4 separate regions of the Sus scrofa genome follow, and all the other regions are linked to region 1. Evidence: chromatin contacts called from public HiChIP or PLAC-seq and promoter capture Hi-C data. All regions are on one chromosome and are shown on one strand. Each heading gives the region's core, a stretch centred on a gene start, on an enhancer-like site or on the middle of the called end of the contact. The rest is flanking DNA. Distances are from core to core; before and after follow the strand shown. Region 1 holds the start of ETF1 (eukaryotic peptide chain release factor subunit 1). Region 2 holds the start of SPATA24 (spermatogenesis associated 24). Region 3 holds the start of PAIP2 (polyadenylate-binding protein-interacting protein 2). Region 4 holds the start of SIL1 (nucleotide exchange factor SIL1).

Evidence for each region. Promoter capture Hi-C pulls out the DNA fragments that hold promoters and counts their contacts. HiChIP or PLAC-seq counts read pairs in DNA pulled down with a chosen protein or histone mark.
Region 2: an H3K27ac HiChIP or PLAC-seq map of alveolar macrophages shows a contact between it and region 1. The contact joins the promoter of SPATA24 here to the promoter of ETF1 in region 1. A contact is called at or near these places in 1 of 5 promoter capture datasets (liver) and 1 of 2 datasets of contacts at active chromatin or transcription factors (alveolar macrophages).
Region 3: a contact with region 1 is called in an H3K27ac HiChIP or PLAC-seq map of skeletal muscle, with 5 times the contacts expected there. The contact joins the promoter of PAIP2 here to the promoter of ETF1 in region 1. A contact is called at or near these places in 1 of 5 promoter capture datasets (fetal liver), 2 of 47 Hi-C or Micro-C datasets (embryonic fibroblasts and epiblast stem cells) and 1 of 2 datasets of contacts at active chromatin or transcription factors (skeletal muscle).
Region 4: a contact with region 1 is called in a promoter capture Hi-C map of liver, with 5 times the contacts expected there. The contact joins the promoter of SIL1 here to the promoter of ETF1 in region 1. A contact is called at or near these places in 1 of 5 promoter capture datasets (liver) and 1 of 2 datasets of contacts at active chromatin or transcription factors (alveolar macrophages).

The regions. Positions count from the first base shown.
Region 1 is chr2:140,502,820-140,506,255 of Sscrofa11.1, forward strand. ETF1 (eukaryotic peptide chain release factor subunit 1) reads right to left here and starts at 1,562. Exons shown (of 11, transcript XM_003123975.6): 1 at 1,393-1,562; 2 at 1,129-1,232. The coding sequence starts at 1,214. It overlaps LOC110259500 (a long non-coding RNA gene), which reads left to right and starts at 1,646. Exons shown (of 2, transcript XR_002341933.1): 1 at 1,646-2,428.
Region 2 is chr2:141,291,468-141,294,903 of Sscrofa11.1, forward strand. SPATA24 (spermatogenesis associated 24) reads right to left here and starts at 1,727. Exons shown (of 6, transcript NM_001177922.1): 1 at 1,584-1,727. The coding sequence starts at 1,700.
Region 3 is chr2:141,235,694-141,239,129 of Sscrofa11.1, forward strand. PAIP2 (polyadenylate-binding protein-interacting protein 2) reads left to right here and starts at 1,724. Exons shown (of 4, transcript XM_003123980.4): 1 at 1,724-1,873.
Region 4 is chr2:141,116,590-141,120,025 of Sscrofa11.1, forward strand. SIL1 (nucleotide exchange factor SIL1) reads right to left here and starts at 1,612. Exons shown (of 10, transcript XM_021084842.1): 1 at 1,386-1,612.

The DNA of each region.
Region 1 (3,436 bases), core at 312-2,811:
TCTGCTATTCTAAGAATGCTCAGACATACAAATATGCAATGTTCCAAAAACTTTTTTTTTTCCTGCCACTTCCTGTAAGTAAGAAGTTTCTAAGACTGGGAAAGGAACAAAATGAAATAATTAGACGAAAAAACCAGGAATACCTCTTACACACCTTCTCCTAGAGAGTAATTTTTTAAATTTTAAAAGCACATAAAGTCTGTTTTAATTTAGTCCACTCTTTCCACAATGGACACACTAAACAGTTTCTCATAGAAATTTACAAGAGAACTCAAAGACAACTTAATTTAGCTCTGAATTTCAACATGCATTAATCCATCAGGCACCTCGACCCCCAAGAGTTCCAGAGAGAGGCCAAAAGGGACCCTGTCGTTACAGTTCATCGACGGCCCCATAATTCGGATTTCTTCTGAATATACAGACACACACCTGTCAACCAAGTAATAAGAGAACAAATCTAAACCAAACATTCCCTAACACCCCACCCCGCACACATGGGCATTTTCAGTTTATAGGTGGGTCCTGTAACAGCTAAACGCAAGAAGCTCTGGGGTAATTAGAGGACTTGGAGGAAGTCATCTTGAGAGAGTAGTGAGACCCAGAGAAATCAGAGAAAGTCAGATAAAGGTGTCCCTGACCACCCCTCCTTCCCACCCCACCCAAACTTCACCCACCCGGTTCTGAGAAGCCCAGGAGGGGGAGGCCATTTTTATGAGACTTGGCTAAAGAATGTGAAGAGAGAAAATCAGGGAAGGAAGTTCAGAAGGAAGGCCAGGCCCTTCCCTCCAAGAGCACCCGTGTCGGGTGGCAGCACCTGGAACTCAAGGAGGGAGGACCTGGATTCAAGTGACTGGGAGGGGTACAAAAGTAGCAGGGGCCTATCACGAGGGGGTTGAGTGGTCTAAGCCCCGGGAGCCGGGCCCCTTAAGCCCTAACAGGGGGAAGTACCCCTTCTCGGGCCAACCGCGTAGACCCTCGCCCCTGGGACGGTGGTTACTACCCGGAGGTCCAGAAGGCGGGAGTTGGCTAGTGCCTGGTTCTCCTCATCCGGCCATGCGGCGCGGGGGCGGCCATCCTGAGGGGTCCAGGAACCAAGAGGGTACGGGGGGGCTCTGACGCGGCGCTCACCCGCGGGCCGCCTCCAAGCTCTTAATGAGCTTTTTGATCTTCCAGATCTCCACGTTCCTGTCGGCAGCACTGGGGTCGTCCGCCATCTTCTCGCCTCCTCCTCCCTAGAGCGGCCCGGCGGGGCCCGGAGACACCAAGACCACAGAGTTAGCGCCGCCGCTGGGGCAGAGCGGCCCCCTTCCTTGCCACCCCGAGAGTCCCTCCTCTTCCCGCCTCGCGCGGCCCGGCGCGGTCGTCGCTGGCCTTTCCCTCCCCCTGGCTTACCTAAGGGCCCAGTCCTGGGCGGCAGCTGCTGCTCCTCCCCGGCGGCGGCTCCGCGGCGGCGGCTCTGACGTAGGACACCGGCTCCCTCTCTCCAGGCAGCTGCATGTGTTGCAATCCGCTCACATGGGGCCTGTGACATCACTTCCTCCGCCAGAGGCTGAGTGGAAGTCGGCGGGCGGAAGGGAGGGGGCCGGTGAGGAAGAGGAGAAGCTCTGCGCGCGCCGCGACTTTCCATTGGTTCTCCGAGAGGTGGCCTACAATGAGCCCGCCGATTGGCCGCAGCTGGGGCCGCGCTGCCTTGTGAGGTAGAAGCCGGGGGCGGGGAAGCACCGCCTTCCTTCCGGTCCGGCTCGCCGAGAGCAGGAAGCGGGCGGAAGCAGGTGGCTCTCGCGAGCATTTAGTCAGCCCAGCTAGGCTCGAACGGAGGGTGTTTCTTAAAGGGAGAGGCGCTTGGGTTATCTTTTCCGTCCCACTTTCTTGAATGGAATGGACCTCTGAGGTTCCACGACGCGCCTCCACTCGAGCCGGGACGCGTGGTTTGAACTGCTTCTGAGAAGCCTCAAAGAGGCGCCTCGCGCTTTGCTGCTTCTTAGCAGACGGAGCGCTCGGGCCTGCGTGCATCACAGCTGCACGGACTAGTGTTCAAGCTCTCCGCCAGGGTATCCGGATTGGGAAACTTCTCCCGGGTAGTCTGGCACCCCGACACCCTCGGGGACAAAAGAGCCACTCACGTCCCGCCTTCGCGCCTTAGTGCTAAGAGAGGTTCACTTTGGACCTGGAACTTTACGAGGGGGAAGAAAGCAGAGACTGACTGAGTTTGGAGACCTGAAGTATCTGATGCCACGTATGGTTTCGTCTGAGCTCCTGAGAGTGGAAGGGGGGAGAGTATTGAAGCAAAATGGGCAGCTCTCTTTTGGAGTTAGGAGTTGTAGTTGGCTACTTTATGTCTCTTCACCTCAGCTGCAGTCATTCAAATATTTGGGTCCGAACTGTTCCAGGCCGGGTTTTCTTGAGAAGATTGAGCAGAACCAAACAGGTAACAGTGCCTGTCTTCGTGGAATTTTCAGTTTGGTTGGGTTTGTAGCCATTTGTGATTTTATACTTTTGTGTAATAAAATAATGGCGTTCCTATGGTGACTCAGCGGGTTACGCACCAGGCTAGTACCTATGAGGACTCGGGTTCAATCCCTGGCCTCGCTCAGTGGGTTAAGAATCCGGCATTGCCGTGAGCTGTGGTGTAGGCCAGCAGCTGCAGCTCCAATTGAACCCCTAGCCTGGGAACCTCCGTATGCCGCGGGTGCGGCCCTAAAAAGCAAAAAAAAAAAAAAAAAAAACAAAAAAAAAAAAAAAAATAAGAAGAAGGGAGGAACTACAAGAGCTAGTGTGCTGGAGCGAGGTCAGTGATTTTTGAGAGCGGTAGCTTAGACTAGGGTGATAGGTAGGGTGATGGGTAGGACTGGATGGATGATGGGTTGGATGAGGAGGAAGAGCAAGAATGACTCCCCCTGGGAGTTCCCGCTGTGGTTCAGTGGGTTAATGATCTGCCTTGTCTCTGTGGAGGCACCAGTTGGATTCCAGCCCAGCATAGTGGCTTAAGGGTCTGGCAGTTACTGCAGTGTAGGCTGTAGCTCCAGCTTGATTTGGATCCCTGGCCTGGAAACTGCCATATGTCTTGGGGGGGTGGCTGAAAAAGAAAAAAAAAAAAAAAAAAGAAGAAGGATTCTCAGAGGACTGAAACGATTACTTTTACTGAGAGGGTTAGGATAAGGAGCAGGTTGTGGGAGATGATTGAAAATTTCATCTTGCGCTTCTTAAATTTGCGTTTGCTTTTGATACATGGCAGTGGTGATGTGAGGCAGGCAGTTGCATTAATTTGTGTGAGCTTTGAATCCTTTTCCCCCTGTTAACTCAGTTTTGTCCACACCTTGGAGATGAGGCTTTTACCCCCATTTCATAGATTGGGTATTTGAAGCAGAGAGGTGACAGGAACTTGCCCGGGGACCCTCTTATCTATGTTTCCTTAGGGTGAGGACATGGACTTGCT
Region 2 (3,436 bases), core at 477-2,976, 790 kb after region 1:
AAGGAGAAAGAATGGAATGAAGCCCAGGACACCTAGGATGACACTGGGGCCCACGGAAGGGAGAGTTCCATTCCACAAGATTCATGGATGCTCAGCTCTGGGTTGAGGAGCAACCGGTCTCATGGAGAAGGCAGCCCATGGCCAGCCCTTCCAGTGTGGTGTGGGCCATGATGAAGTACAGAGGGCCGTGGTAGCCACAGGAGGGCCCAGACCCGGCCTGGGGAAGGGTCAGAACTGTTTCGAGGGAAAGAGATGTCCACCTGGTATCTGACTGCTAAATATGGGTGGGCCAGAAGAAAAGAAGGGAAGAGAAAAGTGTTCCAGAGAGTGAGGACACATATGCAAAGGCCAGCTGCCAACCAAAAGACCTGGGTACCCAAGTACCCAGCTAATTCAGTGCCCAGAACTGCATACAACTGTCAGAGCAAGAAACAGGTGTGAAGTCAGTTTTATTCTGACTCTGCCTTCTTATCACGAGAAAAAACAAAAATAGAAAAACCATGGACTTTAGCTGGCCAGGACTTTACCATGCCTGTCCAGGTAATCTGTGGCTCCAAAGCTTTGCACCCAAGAACTGGGGTTTGATTGATAAGGCAAAAGCAAAGGTACATAATGGGGTTGGAAGCCTGTAAGTCAACATGTGAAGAGCCAGTTCTGTGCTTACTGCACTCAGCACGGGGAGGGGATTCCCTAATAGGAAGGATGTATAGGTTCTTTGCACATAAGGGCCTTGAGACGTCATTGAAGTCCCCTCCAATTAGAAATGGGGAAACTGGGAGCTCCCCTCGTGACTCAGTGGTTAAGGAACCCAACTAGGATCCATGAGGACACGGTTTTGATCCCTGGCCTTGATCAGTGGGTTAAGGATCTGGCGCTGCTGTGAGCTGTGGTGTAGGTTGCAGACACAGCTCAGATCTGGGGTTGCTGTGGCTGTGGTGTAGGCCGGCAGCTGTAGCTCCGATTCGACCCCTAGCCTGGGAACCTTCATATGCTGCAGGTGTGGCCCTAAGAAAAAATTTTAAAATTAAAAAAAATAAAGAAATGGAGAAACCGAAGCTCAGCGAATAGACAGGCATATCTACCAGGCCCTGTACAACCAGGCAATGAGAATAGAGAACTTTTTTTGGGGGGGGGCTTTTTATGAGCATACGGAAGTTCCCAGCCAAGGGGTCGAATGAGAGCTGCAGCTGTCAGCCTACAACACAACCACAGCAACACGGGATCCAGCCAGCCCTCTGCGATCTACACAACAGCTCACGGCAAGCCAGATCCGAAACCCACTGAGCGAGGCCAGGGATCTAACCGCGTCCTCATGGATACTAGTCAGGTTGTTAACCACCGGGTCATGAGGGGAACTCCCTAGAACTTGGTTAGGTCTAAAATTCCCTGGTAAATATTCATGAGACACTACCCCTTTCTGGCTCCACCCCTACCAGCCAGAACACAACTGGGCCCCGCCTCCTTCTGATGACGCCACTAGCAGGTGCTCTAGGCACGCCCCTGGCGTCAGAACAGGGTCTGGCCCCGTCCCCACCATTTAGGCGTCCAGTCTGGCCTCTCCCCCAGCTCTCCTGGCTGCGTACCACGTTTCTCAGCTGGTGGATCAGTTCCTCCTGAGACTCAATCACGTCCCGCAGTTGATCGAAGGCGAGACACACCGATCCTGACCCCCCCTGCGACCACCCGAGGGGCGTCGCCATCTTTAGCCCCCGCCAGCTCGTTGGAAATGGCTGCCGCGGGCAGCCTCACGTCCGTCGCCCACCAATGAGAATGCGACGCCACAGAGCACCTTGGCAACCGGGGGCGGGGACTTCCTTTGTTAGCAGCGGTAGGGCTCGCCTCTTAAAGGAGCCGTTCACTAAGAGGCGGCACATGGGGCAGAGAACTAACACCATTCGTAATCGAAGTTTATAGAGGATTTGAACATGTATTATACGGTGTTTCTCACACAGGCCTGAGGAGCAGGCAGGCCCGACCTATACTTACTGTAAGGGCTGAGGAGCAGATACCAGCCCCTTGGCCTTTCCCCTGGGCCCATTAAACTGCAAGTCCGCGAAGCAAGAGTCAGCTAAGGCAACCGCTGCATCTTTAGCTTCATACGTCTCATCATCCCACTCTAATCGCTAATTCCCCTTATTGTAGGAGCCTCCGGCTTCCTGTGATCCCTCTTCCTCCTGGGAATACACTTAGCACTTAGTGGACCTGAGTCCAGGCAAAGAAGTGGAGCTCAAGAATGGAAAAGGAGAGTGGCTTTACCTAGAATAAGGCTCCTTGGAGTTCCCTGGTGGCTCTGCAGGTTAAGAACCCACTGTTGTCACTGTTGTGGCATGGGTTCCATCCCTGGCCCTGGGGACTTCTGCGTGCTGCTGGCAAGGCCGAAAATAATACATATATACATACATACATATATACATAAATACATTTTAAAAAGAAAAAAAAAGATTCCTCATACTCCAGTACTAGGCTCCGGGCAGCCACACTGGGGCCATGTGTGGCCATGTCAAGGCACTGGGGAGGGCCCTGGAGAGCCTGAAGAGATGAGAACTGAAGTGGGCGAGCAGGAGACTTGTCAAATGGAAGCAGGGAAGGATAAGATGATCACACATCTCCGCCAATGCCTACTGAGGGCTTTTTTTGAAAGACAAATAAGATTATGCTTGGGGTAAACCAGAGCTAATATTTATTAAGTATTGACTCTTCGTGACATCATTATGCCCTTTTTCTTTTTCTTTTCTTTTCGGCTTTTTAGGGCCACACCTGTGGCATATGGAGGTTCCCAGGATAGGGGTCGAATTGGAGCTACCACTGCCAGCCTACACCACAGCTACAGCAACAGATCTGAACCACGTCTGTGACCTACACCACAGCTCATGGCAACGCCGGATCCTTAACCCACGGAGTGAGGCCAGGGATCAAACCCATGTCCTCATGGATACTAGTCTGGTTTGTTACCACTGAGCCACGAGGGGAACTCCCATTATGCCTTATTACTAGTATTTCATGTGATTTTCATAATAACCTTGTAAAGTAGTTTCTAATGTCTCCATTTTACAGATGAGAAAATGCAGCTTCTATGAGAATGAATAACTCAACAAGCCAAGGTCACCCAAGCTAGTGAGACTTGGAACAGGGTTTTGATGGGCAGTTTGACTTCACAGTCCAAGTTTTTGTTTGTTTTTTTATGGGTACATCAGCAGCATATGGAAGTTCCCTGGCCAGGACTGAATTCCCAGCTGCAGCTGTGACCTATGCTGCAGCTGCAGCACCTCTGGATCCTTTAACCCACTGCCCAGGATGCCTCCACAGTGATCTGAGCCGCAGCAGTTGGATGCTTAACCCAAAACTGAGGTTCTGGGTTCCTCTTCATGGGCTGCTTGGGCTTGCACAGAGCATGACAACCGAGTTTAAAAGAAAGCATGCAGGAATTCCATTTCGT
Region 3 (3,436 bases), core at 474-2,973, 730 kb after region 1:
GAACTGACAACTTTTTTTTTCTGCACCTGTGGCATGTGGAAATTACCAGGCCAGAGATCAAACGCATGCCACCACCACAACTCAAGCCAGAGCAGTGATGCCCGATCTTTAACCCACTGCACCACGAAGGAACTCGCAAAGCAGGTTGGGTTTTTTGGGTTTTGGCTTTTGGTTTGTTTTTTGCAGCCACACTCTTGGTATATGGAAGTTCCCAGTCCGGGTATTGAATCCCAGCTCCAGCTGCGACCTACGCCATAGCTGCGGCAATCCAGGATCCTTCCACCCACTGCACCTGGCTGGAAATAGAACGCGCGCCTCCACAGCTGCTGGAGCTACTGCAGTCAGGTTCTTTACTCACTGCGCCACAGCAGGAACTCCCCAAAGCAAATTCTTAATGGATGAAATGGCGCTAAAGAGGACCCCTCTTGGATTCAAGACTTCTATGGAGGGAACTTTTTTTCCCCTTTAGTTTTAGCAAATATTAAATGTGTGGTTTCTTAAAGACTAAAGTTTTGTAAGAGTTAAAAAGGTAAACCTCAGTCCCTCGTTTTATTTCCCCAGGGGAAGAAATTACTATTTTTTTGTGTGTCCCATTTCAAATATATTGTATACATATTAGGAAATTTTTTTACACATAGTATATGTTGTACCTTGATTAGCATCACTAAAAATATACATCGGGAGGAGTTCCTGTCCTGGCGCAGTGGTTAACAATCCGATTAGGAACCATGAGGTTGTGGGTTTGGTCCCTGGCCTTGCTCAGTGGGTTAAAGGATCCAGCATTGCCTTAAGCTGTCGTGTAGGTCGCAGACGCGGCTCAGATCCCATGTTGCTGTGGCTCTGGCGTAGGCTGGCGGCTACAGCTCTGATTAGACCCTTAGCCTGGGAATGTCCATATGCCGCGGGAGCGGCCATAGAAAAGGCAAAAAGACCAAAAAAAAAAAAAAAAGAAAGAAAAAAAAATACGCACATCGGGATTTGCAAGTAGGAAGCGTGGATTAGAGAAATGTATGGGGTGCAGTGCAACAAAGATGATGGACGAGGAAATTCTTGGACCCTGAGATTTCACTCTTTTATTTCGCCAGTGGACAGGGTTTTTCTTCCCTTAGCCTGGGAATCGTATGTTCATAATTTGCGCCTGTGTGTTAAGATCTACCTTCAAAAAGTGTGTTCCTGAGGTGTGTGAGTGCAGGTGCTTGTGAATTTTAGTATGTCTCTGAATTTGCCCTATTATTTCTGCATTTATTGTTTCGGTGTCAAGATCTCTGGATGCGACTTGGTATATATCACTCGTAGTGTGACGCTGTGTATCACGTTTGGTGTGTGTGTGTCTGGATGTGTGAATGCGCTGTCCTCGTCTAGATGTTCCCATCTAGTGTCAGTGTGGTTGAAGTAACCATTGCCATCTGTAGTAGTCGTCTGTATATCTTGTCTCTTTCAGCACTCAGTACTCGGCTCCCCTACTCGCGGTTTCCTTTTATTCTTGAAGGATGGGCGGGTGTGGGGACACTGGCCCAGCCCCACTCCGGTTTTCCTGAGAGGACAGACAGGGTTTCCAGTGTTCCCCGCGGCCGCCAGGGTACGCAGGAAAGGCCGTTGCGCATGCACACGTGTGCAGCCTGGGAGACCAGAACTTTGGGGTCGCCGGTTCTCTTGCGCGCTCCCTGGTGGCCTCGGGGAGCAGTGCGGACAGAACGAGAGGCGGGGCCTGCGGCGGCGGAAGTGAAGTCACTTCCGGGCTGGGGTGTTTGTTTGGACTGGAGAAGGGAGGCGGCGGGCGAAGCGCGCGTCGAGCGGGGGAGCGGCGCTGCCTGTGGAGATCCGCGGAGGCCGACCGGATTCGTTGGCTGCCGTCCCCGCTGCCGTGCACTGGGTGAGGGGTTCCCTCGGGCAGAGCGGCAAGAAGGGCGCGGCGGCCCCAGCCGTCGAGGGATGGCTCCTCGGCGACGGCTGAGGGGCCTACAGGGTACCTCGGGTTGTTGGCCCCCAAGCCTGTATGGCCTCCGTTGTTCCTTGCCTCTTCCAGCCGAGTCTGAGGGATGGTCTTGGACCGACTTGGTCTCTTTCTTCTCTGAGAAATGGCCGTCGCTTTCTTTTTCATTGTCATTATTATTTATGATTTGGATCTCGCAGCTCTCTATCCGGGTCCTCGGTGGCGCGCGAGGGTTGCTGGGATAGCACTTTCTCGCGTCGTTTCCCCCCCCGCCCCAGTTCCTTCACCACCACCACCCCGCCCCCCGTCTCCTTTCCCCCCTGCCCCCCACGGCCGCCTCGGCAACAAAGCTCATTGTTTCTCCCCACTTTACGCCTGCGCGTCGCCACGCGCAGCCCGTACTAGCTGCGCCTGCGCGCTCCTCCCGAAGCTTGGGTGGGGGAAGAGAAAGGGGCGGAGGGAGTGGCGGGCTGGCGAGCGTCCTAGGGGAGCATTCTGTAACCGTCCACGGGCTTGTACCTTTCCGATGATCGCTTTTCTCCGGTTTCTTCGCCTTCCTCTTCCCCTTATTTTTAGTTACCTTGTATTCTGTGCTTGGGATGGGAAGGCCTTTGGCGTCCTGGGAACTCCTACTCCAGAACTGTTTTGAGCCAGATGAACTTTGAGCGCCCATCCAGTTCACATTCTTTGATTTGATTCCTTAATTTTCTCCAGTGCTTTTTCCCACTATCAAAAAAATATACGGCTTGTGGCGAAGCTTTTTTTTTTTTTTTAAACATTTGTTGAAGCAGCCGGCAGTAGTATTTTCTAGTAACTGCCAAAAAAAGGGCCTTTTCTGCTTCCTTTTGTTGTCTTGTTTTCCCTGGTTTTGCAACTCCAACACCTCACAGAAACTGCAAACTCTAGAAAGAATTTGGCTTCCAGTATGCCGTGGGAGAAGCTGACAGCTTTTGACATTTATTTCAACAGAAGATAAATTCCCATCTTGCATATATGCTGGCTAATCTCACCTTATTAACCTGGTGGCATGATTTTTCACAAATTGCATTTGAGCAGTTTACCAGATGTTGTTTTGCATTTTCGTTAAATGCCTTTTGAAATTTTACAGGCTGTAGGTTATGTTTGCAAATAAGGGTCTCTGTAAGGATTTTAAATGAGGTTTCCAGTGTTTGCTGTTTTGTGCTTTTGTTTCCAGTTTGTAAGAGGCTATTTGGGGTAAATTAGCCTATTCATGCTACTTTTTAAGTGTGAACTTGGGCAGAACTTAAATTTTTTTTTCACAAGTGTCTGACAAAAGGTAATTTCCCCAAAAATATAGCCTACTTAAACTGTTTCTTTAAGGCATGGGAGTAGGCAGTAGAGACTCAAGGTTAAAAGCTGGGAGCTTGGGCATTTTTGTTTTTCTTTAAATTTTATTGAGATAATAGGCATTTTTATTATGGTATATTGCATATTCCTCCTTAAGAGCTCAAATTGAAGTAGGTTATCTCTTCCGTCTTTGGA
Region 4 (3,436 bases), core at 362-2,861, 610 kb after region 1:
GGGGAAGGAGGCAATAATCAGAGGACAAGGCAACCTCATTCCTGGGACCACATCACTACGAACATATTCCCCATTCCCAGTATCTGTAAAATGGGCACAATAGCTCTTTTCTGTTGCCAATTTCATCAGAACAACACATGTATTAATTAGCAGATTAATCTTCTAAACACCCAAAGGAAAAGTTAAAATAAATCTGATGTGGCAACACTTTTAAAACCAAGAGCCATGTTCTCAGCTGAAACCACAGACCAAGGCCTGATCCATGCTACACAAACATCCATTTTGATGTCCTCACACCCTGGCTCCCATCAAAATCCTATCCAATCTCCAAATCTGGCTATTTGAAAAAATCTCAGAAAAGACTTGCGTGGGGACAGCTAAGAAGACACGAGCTACAAAACACATCTTTCATATTGTCAAAACGAACACTGTCTTTATAAACATCAGTTTCTTCTCCTAAAAAACATGGAAGACGCCTTCTTTTAAAGCCTACCTAGTCTAGGTTTAATCCAACCTCCTCAATCCTCCAGAGAAGTTATTTTAGGCCAGAAAGCCAGAGGGACTTAAATCGAGGCCACGTATTTTAAAATATTTATTAGAAAACTAATCTTACATGAGTCACACTTATTATTTTTTAAGGCAGCCAAAAGTCCTCTAGCTCCCATTGTGCAAAGGAAGCCCCAATGACCTCACACATGTTGGGCATTTCCTGACTCCTTGTCTTTTCCACCTACAGCCCCTAAATTGGGGCACAAATTTCAACTGATTTTCGCTTGCCTTTTGAAGCAGATAATTTCAAGGCGAGGAAAGAGGACCTGAATCGGAACCCCCTGGGGCGGAGTGTAGGCGCCAACCCCGGTTTATACAAAACTCCTGTGCGTAAAACCCAGGAATAGGCCCAACCGCCTAGGTGATTTGAAACACACCAAAGTCTGTAACCCCTACGGTAAAGGGAAGTATTTCGTCTACCAAGGCAAAGGAAAACTCAAGACAAGAGTGGAAATACGACGCGAGGTAGGACGCAATTCCATATGGTAAAGAGACACCAGAATGGCAACACTGGAGCTGGTGGACAGATGCAGAAACTGAGGCCCAAAGAAAGGAACTAAAAGAGATGAGGACCCCACAGTCAGGTTCGGACCCCCGCGGCTTCCTCTCCTGGCCTTGAAGCAGGATCACTGCAGGCGTTCTGAGTGGGAGAGGTAGGGAAAGCGGCCCTCGGGCTGAGAAGCCAGGTCTGCCACCACTACTGAGGAGGCCGGAGCCCACTTGTACTTCCCGCTCGGGAGACACCACGTGTGAGGGGTGGGAGCCCCGGAACAGCACTGGCAGCGCGCTGGGCACCCAGCCGCGGCCCAGGGCCGGGCGGCCCTCACCGCCCCTACCTGCGGCTCCCCGCCCGGCAGCCGAGGGGCAGACACAAACCCCACAATTCCAGGCGGCCGCAGCGGCAACCAGCTCCCCGTGCGCAGACGCGGCGGCCACGGTCAGAACTTGCGCGCGCCCGGCTATTACGTCACTGGCTTCCTCGCCCAATTGTCTTCTTCCAGAACCGCGGCAGCCCCACTCCTCTTCCGGCACTCGAGGTGCTGAGCCCGGCTCCTCTCCGGCTTGTTAAGTCCCGCCCCCTAGCGTCTACATGAGCAAACCTCCTGAAACTTATTCGGCCCAGTATCCTTCCGCCGGTGTGAGAGACATCTAAAACAGGTACCCGCAGGCCTGGATTTGCTTCCAAGGTAGAACAGAGTGGAACTTTGAAGTTTCATCTCTGATTTCCCAACAGCTTAACTTTTTTCTAGCGGAAAGATCATCAGAAAGAAACCAGAGGTGGTAGGAAATAAAAATAGATCAAACTGGTATGACTCAGTTGGGATAAAGCTGAGTCTCAAGCAATAAATAGTCCTTAGAAAATTCATGCAGAATAGGCCACCTGCAAGTCACCTACTTTATATACTTATGTATTGTGCGAATTGACAAGGACCAATTATTTTAAAAATAAAAGTCACCTGCAGCTCTAATTCAGCTCAAAGCACTGAGTAGCTTATTTATACATGCCAGGTGTTGCAAATACATTATATTTCCTTCTCATGACGCTTTAAGATCAGAACTGTTATCCCCTTTTTATAGATGGGGAAGCTGAGATTCAATAAGTTGAAGGACTTAAGTGAAGTTTGTACAGTCCAAAAGCGGTAGAACTGGGAATTTATGCCAGATTTGGGTGCCTGCAAAAGTCCTGTTCTCTGATCCTGTTAGACCTTCCCCTTGCCTAGGCGCTTAACCTGGCAGGAAAAATGGGGTGCTCAGTCAGAGTCCAGACCCAGTGATTGCAGGTCCTTCAGAAGTGGAGAAAAGGGGGAGTTCCCATTGTGGCTCAGAGGATTAAGGACCCCAACAGTGACATGTCTGTGATGATGCAGGTTCAATCCCTGGCCTTACTCAGTGGTTAAGGATCTGGCATTGCTGCAAGCTGCAGTATAGACCTCAGCTACCGCTGGGATTGATGTTGCCATGACTGTGGCATAGGCCTCAGCTGCAGCTCGGGTTTGACCCCTAGCCTGGGAACTTCCATATGCTGCAGGTGAGGCCATAAAAAGGAAAAGAAAAAAGTGGAAAAAAGGATAATTTAAACAAGAGCAAACAAAAAACCTATGTTTGGTATTCCTTTCCCTTTCCACGTATTATGTGAGCTTCCAGCAGTTAATCTACCTTTTTTATTGCGTTTACTTCAAGCAGGTGGGAGCTTGGCTTTGCAACCATGAACGAAGTTTGGTTAGTAGCCTGGGAAGGGAGAACAAGCCCCTGGGTAACAGTTCAGTAGGTAGTGCCAGTTTATTAAAAAGACCTACAAGAGACATTCTTCTGCCACTGGGGAGAAAGGACAGGGAACAGTTCACATTTCCCGTGGAACACCCAGTGGACCAGTGACAGTAGCTGGGCCGAGGAATAATTCTAGATTGGGTCACTGCCTAGCATCATGAGGACAGATGATAAAGCAACAGATATCTATTGCATCAGGGATACGTTGCAAAAGCAACATGTAAATTACAATTCAGAGTGACACAAATTATAAAGATACTAATCGGAGTTCCTGTGGTACAGTGGGTTAAGAATCCAAATACAGGAGTTCCCATCATGGCTCAGTGGTAATGAACCTGACTAGGATCCATGAAGATGCAGGTTTAATCCGGCCTTGCTCAGTGGTTTAAGGATCCGTGTTGCCATGTGGTGTAGGCCACCAGCTGTAGCTCTGATTCAGTCCCTTGCCTGGGAACTTCCAAATGCCATGAGTGCAGCCCTAAAAAGCAAAACAAACAAACCAAAAAAAACAACCCAACTGCAACTGCAGCGGCCCAGGTCACTGTGGAGGCATAGGTTTGATTCCTCGCCTGGAGCAGTGGGTTAAAGGATCTGGCATTGCTGCAGCTGCAGCTTAGGT